Linked DNA regions of Macaca mulatta: region 1 is linked to region 2. The links are chromatin contacts, called in public Hi-C maps. All regions are on one chromosome and are shown on one strand. The core of a region is the stretch at or near the end of the contact, and the rest is flanking DNA. Distances in the headings are between cores, read along the strand shown. Region 1 holds the start of TRIAP1 (TP53 regulated inhibitor of apoptosis 1). Region 2 overlaps SIRT4 (sirtuin 4).

Region 1 (5,293 bases), core at 614-3,113, 140 kb after region 2:
TCATGAACGATGACCCCAGTACAGTGTATATGTCTTTCGCAGCAGAAATCAAGAGGTCAGGCAGCTCTGCTCATCCTGACTAGTTTATCATCGTTTGCATACAAGGTATATTTATGTAAAGCTGATTCCACACCAAGTATTGCAACCATAATCTCAAAAAATTGTTCAATTTTAGCACACTGAGTTCCTGCCAGATGCCACAGCAGGTAAGAAATCATCTCAAAGAGTTCATCTTTTACAACTGAGAGGAAAACATCGAAGGGGGAAATAAAACTCCTCTCTCCTAAGTTCCTCATCAAATCTGATGGCTAGGTTCACAGATTTAGTTGACAAAAATCCAGAGTCCTCAATTTCTGGATTGAGAAATCCTTCAAGGTGACTGTCAAGGTCAAGAAGAATTTTCAGACTTTTCTTTGCCATGGCCCATGAATTCCAATCCTTCAATAGGAATCTCTTTCTCCTTTATTGCTTTCTGGTAGGAGGAGAAAACACATTATAAGGATCTATATGAAGCTCAAGTTGCAAGCTTTGTAAATAAAATATGACAGCACAAAAGTAAAATCAAGCTGATTATAAAGACTTATAACCATGATTCAAACCACATACTTTTTAAAAAACAAGTACCAGTAGGGTGTGGTGGCTCAGGTCTATAATCGCAGCATTTTGGGAGACCAAGGCAGGTGGATCACTTGAGGCCAGAAGTTAGAGACCAACCTGGCCAACATGGCGAAACCCTGTTTATACTAAAAATACAAAAATTAGCTGGGCATGGGGGTGCATGCCTGTAATTCCAGCTACTCCGGTGGCTGAGGCATGAGAATAGCTTGAACCTGGGAGGCGGAGGTTGCCAGTGAGCTGAGATTGTGCCATTGCACTCCAGCCTGGGAGACAGGGAGACTCTGCCTCAAAAATAAAAACCAAAAGTACCATAATGAATAAATCAAGTGTAAGACCTGAGGGAGACTGGAAAAGGAGTTGTGAGGGAACCATTAAAATTAAGTGAAATTTGAAAAATAATCATCACTTTGTGTTGGTGAAAGACTTACTGGCTATGTGACCAACTAAATGGGATGAAGACAGCAACTACCTCGGGGAACTGCTGTGAGGATGTGTTGGGTTAACTTATTGGAAGTGCTTTGCCCAGTGCTGTTCTAACAATTCAAAGCAGTTCCACATCCATTGGGCCAGAATAAACATTTCCTAGTTGCAGTTGCGGGGACTGGTCAAGAGAGATAAACAGGCTAACGAAGGGTTTATAACATCAAAATAATGTGATCCTCCAGTCTGAAGTATAACCCCGCCCAGACCTCAGCTGTAATAGTGGAAAAGTGCACCACCTGCGAAAGAATCAAGGCAACCTGGTGCTAGTGAACTCGGATCAATCACTTCCTATTTCTGGGTGTTAGTTTTTTATGTATAAAATATGAGTAACTATACCCACCTTGCGAGTTTAGGATGAACACCAAATGAACCAAAAGATGTGACTGTGTGTCTTAAAAACAAAAGCACTGCACCAATATTTGTCATTCGGGGAGACACCCAAACGGCCTCGGTGGTGATGATAGGGGAGCGAGCTCCTGCCACTGACCTCACTGCGGCTTTTCTCCACCCTTCCAGTCCAGTCCCAACCCCCATAAAACACGACGAGTGTAGTGGGACACAGCGCGGAGAATGCGGGGCCTGGAAACAGAGGCGGAAGGGCTCACCTGAACACACTGCTGGTAGCGCTTGAAGAGGTCGGTGCACGGGTCCCCGGAGCTGTCCCCCTTGAGAAACTTCTCGGCGAACCAGCGATTGAAGCACTGGTCGTATTCGCGCTTCATGTCCGTGCATGCCTCCCCCACACTGTTCATGGCGACAGTGGTGTCGGCGGCGGCGGCAGCGCACTCTGATGTCATCACTCTTAGGCGCGTCGCTCGGCGTTACGCGCGGGCGCACTACGGGGGCCAAGGAAGGAAGAAATGTGGTCGCGGTTGGTGTGGCTGGGCCTTCGGGCCCCTCTGGGCGGGCGCCAGGGCTTCACGTCCAAGGCGGATCCTCAGGTAAAGGCCAGGGCCATCTAGGCGGGTGGCGGAGCAAGCCGGGAGGCACACCGGGGCGCCGGTGAACCACACTCCGTGCCTCATTCCTCCTCCAGGGCAGTGGCCGGATCACGGCCCAGGTGATCGAGCACCTGGAGCGTCTAGCGCTTGTGGACTTCGGCAGCTGCGAGGCAGTGGCGCGACTGGAGAAAGCTATCGCCTTCGCCGACCGGCTACGTGCGGTGGACACTGACGGGGTGGAGCCCATGGAGTCGGTCCTGGAGGACAGGTAAACTCGAGGCTGCAGCCCCGAAGCCTTGAGCGTGGCCCGTTCGCAGCCGTTTAATGTGACGATTAGCGAACAATTTTCCAGGGGGTTAAAGAGCGTTAGCGAGATTCAGGAACTTGCCCACGGTCACCTCGCGAGTCAGTGGCTTCACTCTTCCCCTTGTTCATTACGGATGCTCTCGCTCGTGTCGTCCTAGTGTAAGTAGAAACAAAACCCAAACTGCTCATCATCGCCTTTGTGTTTTTTTTCTTGAGACGGAGTCCAGACTGGAGTGCAGTGGCGCGATCTCGTCTCACTGCAAGCTCCGCTCCCGTGTTCAAACAATTATCTTCCTCAGCCTCCCGAGTAGCTGGGATTACAGGCGCCTGACACCACGCCCGGCTAATTTTTTTTTGTATTTTTAGTAGAGACGGGGACGGGGTGTCACCGTCTTGGCCAGGCTGGTCTTGAACTCCTGACCTCGTGATCCGCCCGTCTCGGCCTCCCAAAGTGCTGGGATTATAGGCGTGAGCTACCGCGCCTGGCCTAATTATCGCCTTTGAGCCCCTACTCCATAGAGTCCCTGCCTGCTCACTCAGACATACTCTTCTCAGTACCCTCCTTGGCTACCTTGACTGCGTCTCCAGCAAGACAAGTTCTTTCCCTCTCTAGATCTTTGCACTGACCCTTCGTTTTTTCCTGCCTCTCAGTATTTGCATGGCTGCCTCCCTCTTGGCACAGGTCTCAGCTTATCTTCTGGGAAAGGGCTTTCCTAACCACTGCAAATCCCTTCTCCCCTTCTGGTTAGTAACACATCCTATTGGGTTTTTTCCTCTAACATTTTAATGGACTTTTGTTCATTTGTTATATCTCTTTTATTAAAATGTGAGCACTTTATGAGATTTGGTTCCGGTTGCATTCCTGCCTCGAATTTTTATTTTTATTTTTATTTTTTTATTTTTTTGAGACGGAGTCTCGCTCTGTCACCCAGGCTGGAGTGCGGTGGCTGGATCTCTGCTCACTGCAAGCTCCGCCTCCCGGGTTTACGCCATTCTCCTGGCTCAGCCTCCCGAGTAGCTGGGACTACAGGCGCTCGCCACCTCGCCCGGCTAGTTTTTTGTACTTTTTAGTAGAGACGGGGTTTCACCGTGTTAGCCAGGATGGTCTCGATCTCCTGACCTCGTGATCCGCCCGTCTCGGCCTCCCAAAGTGCTGGGATTACAGGCTTGAGCCACCGCGCCTGGCCTTTTATTTTTATTTTTTGAGATGGAGTCTCACTCTTATCACCCAGGTTAGAGTGCAGTGGCATGATCTCAGCTCACTGCAACCTCCACCTCCCAGGCTCAAGAGATCCTCCTACCTCAGCCTCCAAGTATAGGACCACAGGCTCATGCCACCAGGCCTGGCTAATTTTTTTTTTTTTTTTTTTTTTTTTGAGATGGAGTCTCGCTCTGTCGCCCAGGCTGGAGTGCAGTGGCCGGATCTCAGCTCACTGCAAGCTCCGCCTCCCGGGTTCATGCCATTCTCCTGCCTCAGCCTCCCCAGTAGCTGGGACTACAGGCACCCGCCACCTCGCCCGGCTAGTTTTTTTTTTGTGCTTTTTAGTAGAGATGGGGTTTCACCGTGTTTGCCAGGATGGTCTCGATTTCCTGACCTCATGATCCGCCCATCTCAGCCTCCCAAAGTGCTGGGATTACAGGCTTGAGCCACCGGGCCCGGCCGCTAATTTTTTATATTTTTTATAGAGACAGGATTTTGCCATGTTCTCCAGGCTTGACTCTTGAGCAAAGGTGATCCACCCACCTCAGCCTCCTAAAGTACTGGGATTACAGGCATGAGCCACAGCGCCTGGCCCAGTGTTTGATTCTTTCAAATCTCTTCTCTACTTTGCAATTTTCTTTTTCCTTTTGGATGGGGTCTCACTATATTGCCCAGGCTGGTCACAAACTTCTAGACTCAAGAGATCCTCCTGCCTCAGCCTCCCAAATAGCTGGGACTGTAGGTGTGCACCACCACACCTGGCTAATTCTTAAATTTTTGTAGAAACAGGGTCTTGCTATGTTGCCCCGTCTGGTGTCAAACTCCTGGTCTCAAGCAATTCTCCTGCCTCAGCCTCCCACTTCCTAAAGAAAGTCTAACTTTTTTTTCTTTTTTTTTTTGAGATGGAGTCCTGCCCTCTGCCCCATTGCCCATGCTGGAGTACAGTGGCACGATCTCGGCTTACTGCAACCTTCACCCTCCAGGTTCAAGTGATTTCTGTGCCTCAGCCTCCGGAGTAGCTGGGATTATAGGCATCCGCCACCACACTCAGCTAATTTTTGTATTTTTAGTAGAGGTGGGGTTTCACCATGTTGATCAGGCTGTTCTCGAACCCCTGGCCTCAAGTGATCTGCCCATCTTAGCCTCCCAAAATGCTGGGATTACAGGCGTGAGCCACTGTGCTGGCCAAAAAAGTCCATTCCTTTTTTTTTTTTTGAGACAGTTTCACTCTTCCACCCAGGCTGGAGTACAGTGGTGCAATCTCAGCTCACTGCAACCTCTGCCTTCCGGTTTCAAGCAATTCTCTTGCCTCAACCTCCAGAGTAGCTGGGACTACAGGCGCCCGCCACCATGCCCAGCTAATTTTTGTATTTTTAGTAGAGATGGGGTTTCACCACATAGGCCAGGCTGGTCTCGAACTCATGACCTCGCAATCTGCCCGCCTTGGCCTCCCAAAGTGCTTGGATTAATAGGCGTGAGCCACAAGTCTTCATTCTTTTATACTTGATTCTCTACCTGTGGCTCTCATGATATCCAAAAGGACTGATTTATAATGTATTTATACATCTATTTAAGGGATGTGTTGAGTCTCTGCCCCTCTGCTGCTCACCCACCTTCCACAGCATGTCTGTTTTTCCTCATCATATTCTCAGTGGTTGGCACTGAATATTCGGTAAATATTTTTGTTTTTTTTTTTTTTTGAGATGGAGTCTCACTGTTGCCCAGGCTGGAGTGCAGTGGCGCG
Region 2 (5,163 bases), core at 2,470-4,969:
GCCCACCTCGGCCTCCCAAAGTGCTGGGATTACAGGTGTGAGCCATCGTGCCCAGCCTAGGTTTTTCTTTTTTTGTCTTTTTCTCAATTTATTAGAAAAGGAATATAGAATGGAATTAAAACTCTTAGGTAGTCAGGTGAGGTGACTCATGCCTGTAATCTCAGCACTTTGGGATGCCAAGGTGAGTGGATCACTTGAGGCCAGGAGTTTGACACCAGCCTGGCCAACATGCCAAACTCTGTCTTTATTAAAAATACAAAAATCAGCCAGGTGTGATGGTGCACACCTGTAATCCCAGCTACTACTTTTGCAAAAGTGAACTAAAGTTTTTCTGAGTGGATCAGAGGAAGGACCAATAGGAAATCCAACACTCCTAGGCAGCATGACCAACTGTCAGAGATTGTACTGAGGGGTCTCACAAGAACAATAATCGCTTGAACCTGGGAGGGAGAGGCTGCAGTGAGCCAAGATCGTGCCACTGCCCTCCAGCCTGGGTGACAGAGACTGTCTCAAAAACAAAACAAAACAACTCTTAGGTTATAGATTGACTTGGATTTCAACGTCCCCCAACTTTTTTTTTTGAGACAGGGTCTTGCTGTCACCCAGGCTGGAGTGCAGTGGCAGGAACAGGGCTCACTGCAGTCTCAACCTCCTTGGCACAAGGAATCCTCCCATGTAGCTGGGACTACAGGTGCGTACCACCATGCCTGGATAAATTTTTGAATTTTTTGTAAAGACAGGATCTCACTATGTTGTCCAGGCTGGTCTCAAACTCCTGGACTCAAGCGATCCTCCCACATTGGTCTCCCAAAGTGCTGGGATTACAGGTGTGAGTCACCTTACCCAGCCTCAATCCCAGTTTTTCTACTTACTAGTTAGAAGACTTGGGCAAGTTATTTTTGTCTAACTTCAGGCTCTTTGTAGATGAAGATAATAGTGGCTACCTCATTGGGTTGGTTTTAAGATTAAGCAGGGCAATGATGCATGTGAAGCTCGTAGCACAGTACCTGGCACATAATAAGGAAATGCAGTCACTATCATTAGGAGATGGACAGGATGATGGAAAAGGAAATCATCATATCTGCCTTTGGCCCACATTGAGTGCTTTTTTTGAGACAGAATCTCACTCTGTAGCCCAGGCTGGAGTGCAGTGGCATGATCTCGGCTCGCTGCAACTTTCACCTCCCGGGTTCAAGCAATTCTTGTGCCTCAGCCACCGAGTAACTGGGATTACACCCGTGGGTCTCTACACCTGGCTAATTTTAGTATTTTTAGTAGAGACGGGGATTCGCCATGTTGAACTTCCGGCCTGAAGTGATCTGCCTACCTTGGCCTTTTGAAGGGCTGGGATTACATTGTGAACCACTGCGCCCAGCTTCTTTAACTAGACTTCACAATCATCTTCCCCAGAGCTTCATTTCCTTTTTGTGTACCTGTTTGTCGCTTTTTTTTTTTTTTTTTTTTTTTTTGAGACCACAGTCTCGCTCTGTCGCCCAGGCTGGAGTGCAGTGGCGCAATCTCGGCTCACTGCAACCTCCACCTCCCAGGTTCACGCCATTCTCCTGCCTCAGCCTCCCGAGTAGCTGGGTCTACAGGCGCCCGCCACCATGCCCGGCTAATTTTTTTTGTATTTTTTTTCTTAGTAGAGATGGGATTTCACCGTGTTAGCCAGGATGGTCTCCATCTACTGACCTCGTGATCCATCCGCCTCGGCCTCCCAAAGTGTACCTGTTTGTCTCTTTTAAAAAACATTGCAGCCGGGCGCGGTGGCTCAAGCCTGTAATCCCAGCACTTTGGGAGGCCGAGATGGGCGGATCACGAGGTCAGGAGATCGAGACCATCCTGGCTAACACAGTGAAACCCCGTCTCTACTAAAAATACAAAAAAACTTAGCCGGGCGAGGTGGCAGGCGCCTGTAGTCCCAGCTACTCGGGAGACTGAGGCAGGAGAATGGCGTGAACCCGGAAGGCGGAGCTTGCAGTGAGCTGAGATCCGGCCACTGCACTCCAGCCTGGGTGACAGAGCGAGACTCCGTCTCAAAAAAAAAAAAAAAAAAAAATTGCAAACAGGGCTCAGTGGGAGGCCGAGGTGGGCCGATTACCTGAGGTCAGGAGTTCCAGACTAGCCTGGCCAACATGGTGAAAACCGTCTCTACTAAAAATACAAAAATTAGCCGGGCGTGGTGGCCAGTGCCTGTAATCCCACTACTTAGGAGGCTGAGGCTGAAGAACTGCTTGAGTCGAGGAGGCAGAGGCTGCAGTGAGCCAAGATCATGCCACTGCACTCCGGCCTGGGTGACAGAGCAAAACTCCGTCTCAAAAAAAAAAAAAAAAAAAAAAAGGCCAGTCAGTGCGGTGACTCACACCTATAATCCCAGCACTTTGGGAGGCCGAGGCGGGTGGATCATGTGGTCAGGAGTTCGAGCCCATTCTGGCTAACACAGTGAAACCCCGTCTCTACTGAAAAATACAAAAAATTAGCCGGGCATGGTGGTGGGTGCCTGCAGTCCCAGCTACTCGGGAGGCTGAGGCAGGAGGATGGCGTGAACCTGGGAGGCGGAGCTTGCAGTGAGCCGAGATAGCGCCACTGCACTCTAGCCTGGGCGACAGAGTGAGATTCCATCTCAAAAAAACAACAACAACAACAACAAAAAAAACTACTACTACTACTACTAATAGGCCCAGCGCGGTGGCTCACATGAGTCTGTAATCCCAGCACTTTGGGAGGCCGAGGTGGGTAGATCACCCAAGGTCAGGAGTTCGAAACCAGCCAGACTGACCAACATGGTGAAACCCCCTCTCTACTAAAAACACAAAATCAGCTGGGCATGGTGGCCGGCGCCTGTAATCCCAGCTACTTGGGAGGCTGAGGCAGGAGAATCTTTGAACCTGGGAGGCGGAGGTTGCAGTGAGCTGAGATCGCACCATTGCACTCCAGCCTGGGCAACAAGAGCAAAATTCCATCTCAAAAAATAAAATAAAATAAAAATAATAGTAATAAAAAGTAAAAAAAAAAAAAAAATAGAAAAAGATGACAAACCAAGGCTTGCTTAATGTAATAAAGACTTTCTAAAGAAAAATTTAAGTGCATTATCCTTTCCTCTCCTTCCCCTTAGGAAAATAATATTTATTGAACATTTACTATACAACAAGCACTTAGAAAGCATTTACACAACATATTTGCACACTTAATTCCCCCAACCCTACAATATGGGCACTATTATTTCGGGTAACCTGCCCAAGGTCACCAAGAGGGTGACTAGGCCAGGAATGAAGGCCAGTCCAGTTCTGAGTTCGCTCTCGGACTTTCTGCTGTAGAAACCCGGTGGGGTAACAGCAGCTGTACCTGGGGAAGAAGGACAAAGCTCAAGAAACTTCCAGAAGTGACCCAGGCTGGGTTGTGAAAGGTAAACATGCCTTCACCAGGTAGGAAAAGGTAGGAAACAACATACAAAAGCATGGAGGTTAGACCAGCAAATCTCTTCGGTTTTTTTTCCCCCTTCAATGTGGGGGTGGAAATTTAAGTGTAGATTTGGGGCGCCTCAGAGGCCTGTGGCTCGCCCAACATCCCCTCGCCTCTCCGCTTGGCCATCTGTTCTCTCAGCTCCCCTTTGTTCCCCGCACCCCACTTTCCCTACCCGCTAATCCGTCCCCGGGATAAAAGCAATGAAGGCGATGCCCACAGGAAACCGGCAGGGGGAGCTGGGGGACAGGGAAGAGCGACCCGGAGAGTCACATCCACGTGAGTTCGCCCTCTTTTCACACTCTAGCGCCCATTCTGTCCTTCCTGCTGGATTCTGGCTCAGGAGAAGAGCGCCGCCAGGACCCCAGGAAGCTACAGACGGGACCCTCTGCCACCTCACGCGGACGCCACTGGGGGTGGGGGTGACCATTACCAGCCACTGCGCCTGCGCCAACTCAGGTTTCCTGGGCGAGCCAGAGGGGCGGGGCCTGGGCCGGGGAGGGGCATAAATAGACGGGGGGGGGGGGTGCTGGGCCGCTATTGACCAATAGAAAAGAGAGATCGAGAGCGACGTGCTCATAAGATATCCAATCACAATCACATCCTTTGGCGGAGGATGGGGGGCGGTGGACTAGAGGTTGATCGGGTTGGTCACACAGCATCACGTGCCATGAAAAGGTAAATACGGCCACGTGGCTTTTTCTCCTTGGCTTCGGCGAAACAGTAGGTCACACTAACTTCGCTGAACAATTATTTAACGAACATATGTGATACGGTAGACATTGCGAAGACAATGTGGTTGCTGGAATTTGTAATCTCTCCATCAAATTACTCTATCCAGCTTATTTCCTTATTTCTTCATTCAAATCATCCTAGCCATTAAATTAGTTTTGCATATCCTACTTTCATACAAATGTTCATTTAAAGATTATTAAGGGAATTTATTCTCTTTCCCGAGCCTTGATGATGAAAAAGAGGTGGGTTATTTTGTTGTTGGTTTTATGTTTGTTTTCTTTTTTCTTTTTTTTTGAGATAGGGTCTCTTTCTGTCACCCAGGCCAGAGTGCAGTCTCACTGCAGCCTCAACCTTCAGGGCTCAGGTAATACTCCCATCTCGCCTGTAGCTGGGACTACAGCCATGCAACACCTTGTTGATTTTTTGTAGAGACGGGATTTCACTGTGTTGTCCAGGCTGGACTCAAGCAAGCCTCGGCTTCTCAAAGTGCTGGAATTTACAGGCCTGAGCTACCACACCCGGCCCAAGAGATAGATTTTTACATCAGAGGATATCTTTAGGGCCTTTAGTAGCCCTGTGACTGCTCTCTCTCTTGTTTGTTGTGTCATCTTAAAAAAAAAAAAAAAAAAGTAAGCACCATTTTCCTAAAAGCCAACTTTTCTTCCATCCAACAGGGACTTGCAATTTCTTTTCACTGAAGAAATACTTTTTTATGGCCTTCACAGTTCGTTGAAGACTAAGGCCAGGTCTAACTTGATTTTGCATCCCTTGAAATTCTTCATAGCACAGTATGCAAAGAAGGGTTCTTCAGTTTATGCTTGTTGAATTTGAATTTGAGAATAGTTCCATTCTTGCCTGCCAAAGAATTAAAAAGACCCTGAGCACTGATGACCAACGCTTCATTTAGCATTCAGCAATCATTTATTGAGTGTCTCCTATAGGCAGGTAGAGAAACAAAAGTGGCTA

Evidence for each region. Hi-C and Micro-C count contacts between places; a contact is called where the count stands out from the background.
Region 1: a Hi-C map of fetal cortex germinal zone shows a contact between it and region 2, with 2.0 times the contacts expected there. The contact joins the promoter of TRIAP1 here to the enhancer-like site in region 2. A contact is called at or near these places in 2 of 14 Hi-C or Micro-C datasets (cortical neurons and fetal cortex germinal zone).

What each region holds. Positions count from the first base shown.
Region 1 is chr11:127,755,769-127,761,061 of T2T-MMU8v2.0, forward strand. It overlaps TRIAP1 (TP53 regulated inhibitor of apoptosis 1), which reads right to left and starts at 1,864. Exons shown (of 2, transcript XM_015152966.3): 1 at 1,707-1,864; 2 at 1-472. The coding sequence starts at 1,853. The coding sequence ends at 389. It overlaps GATC (glutamyl-tRNA amidotransferase subunit C), which reads left to right and starts at 1,925. Exons shown (of 4, transcript XM_015152965.3): 1 at 1,925-2,042; 2 at 2,138-2,310. The coding sequence starts at 1,962. LOC144333153 (a long non-coding RNA gene) reads left to right here and starts at 3,423. Exons shown (of 3, transcript XR_013401568.1): 1 at 3,423-3,591.
Region 2 is chr11:127,614,877-127,620,039 of T2T-MMU8v2.0, forward strand. All of the region lies in intron 4 of SIRT4 (sirtuin 4), which reads left to right. Among named protein-coding and RNA genes, the nearest start is that of PLA2G1B, 13 kb to the right of the region's middle. Within about 2 kb of position 3,720, at least 32 of the 40 cell types and tissues checked have an H3K27ac peak or open chromatin away from gene starts, as enhancers often do. A contact at or near this core is called in cortical neurons and fetal cortex germinal zone, where this site is marked.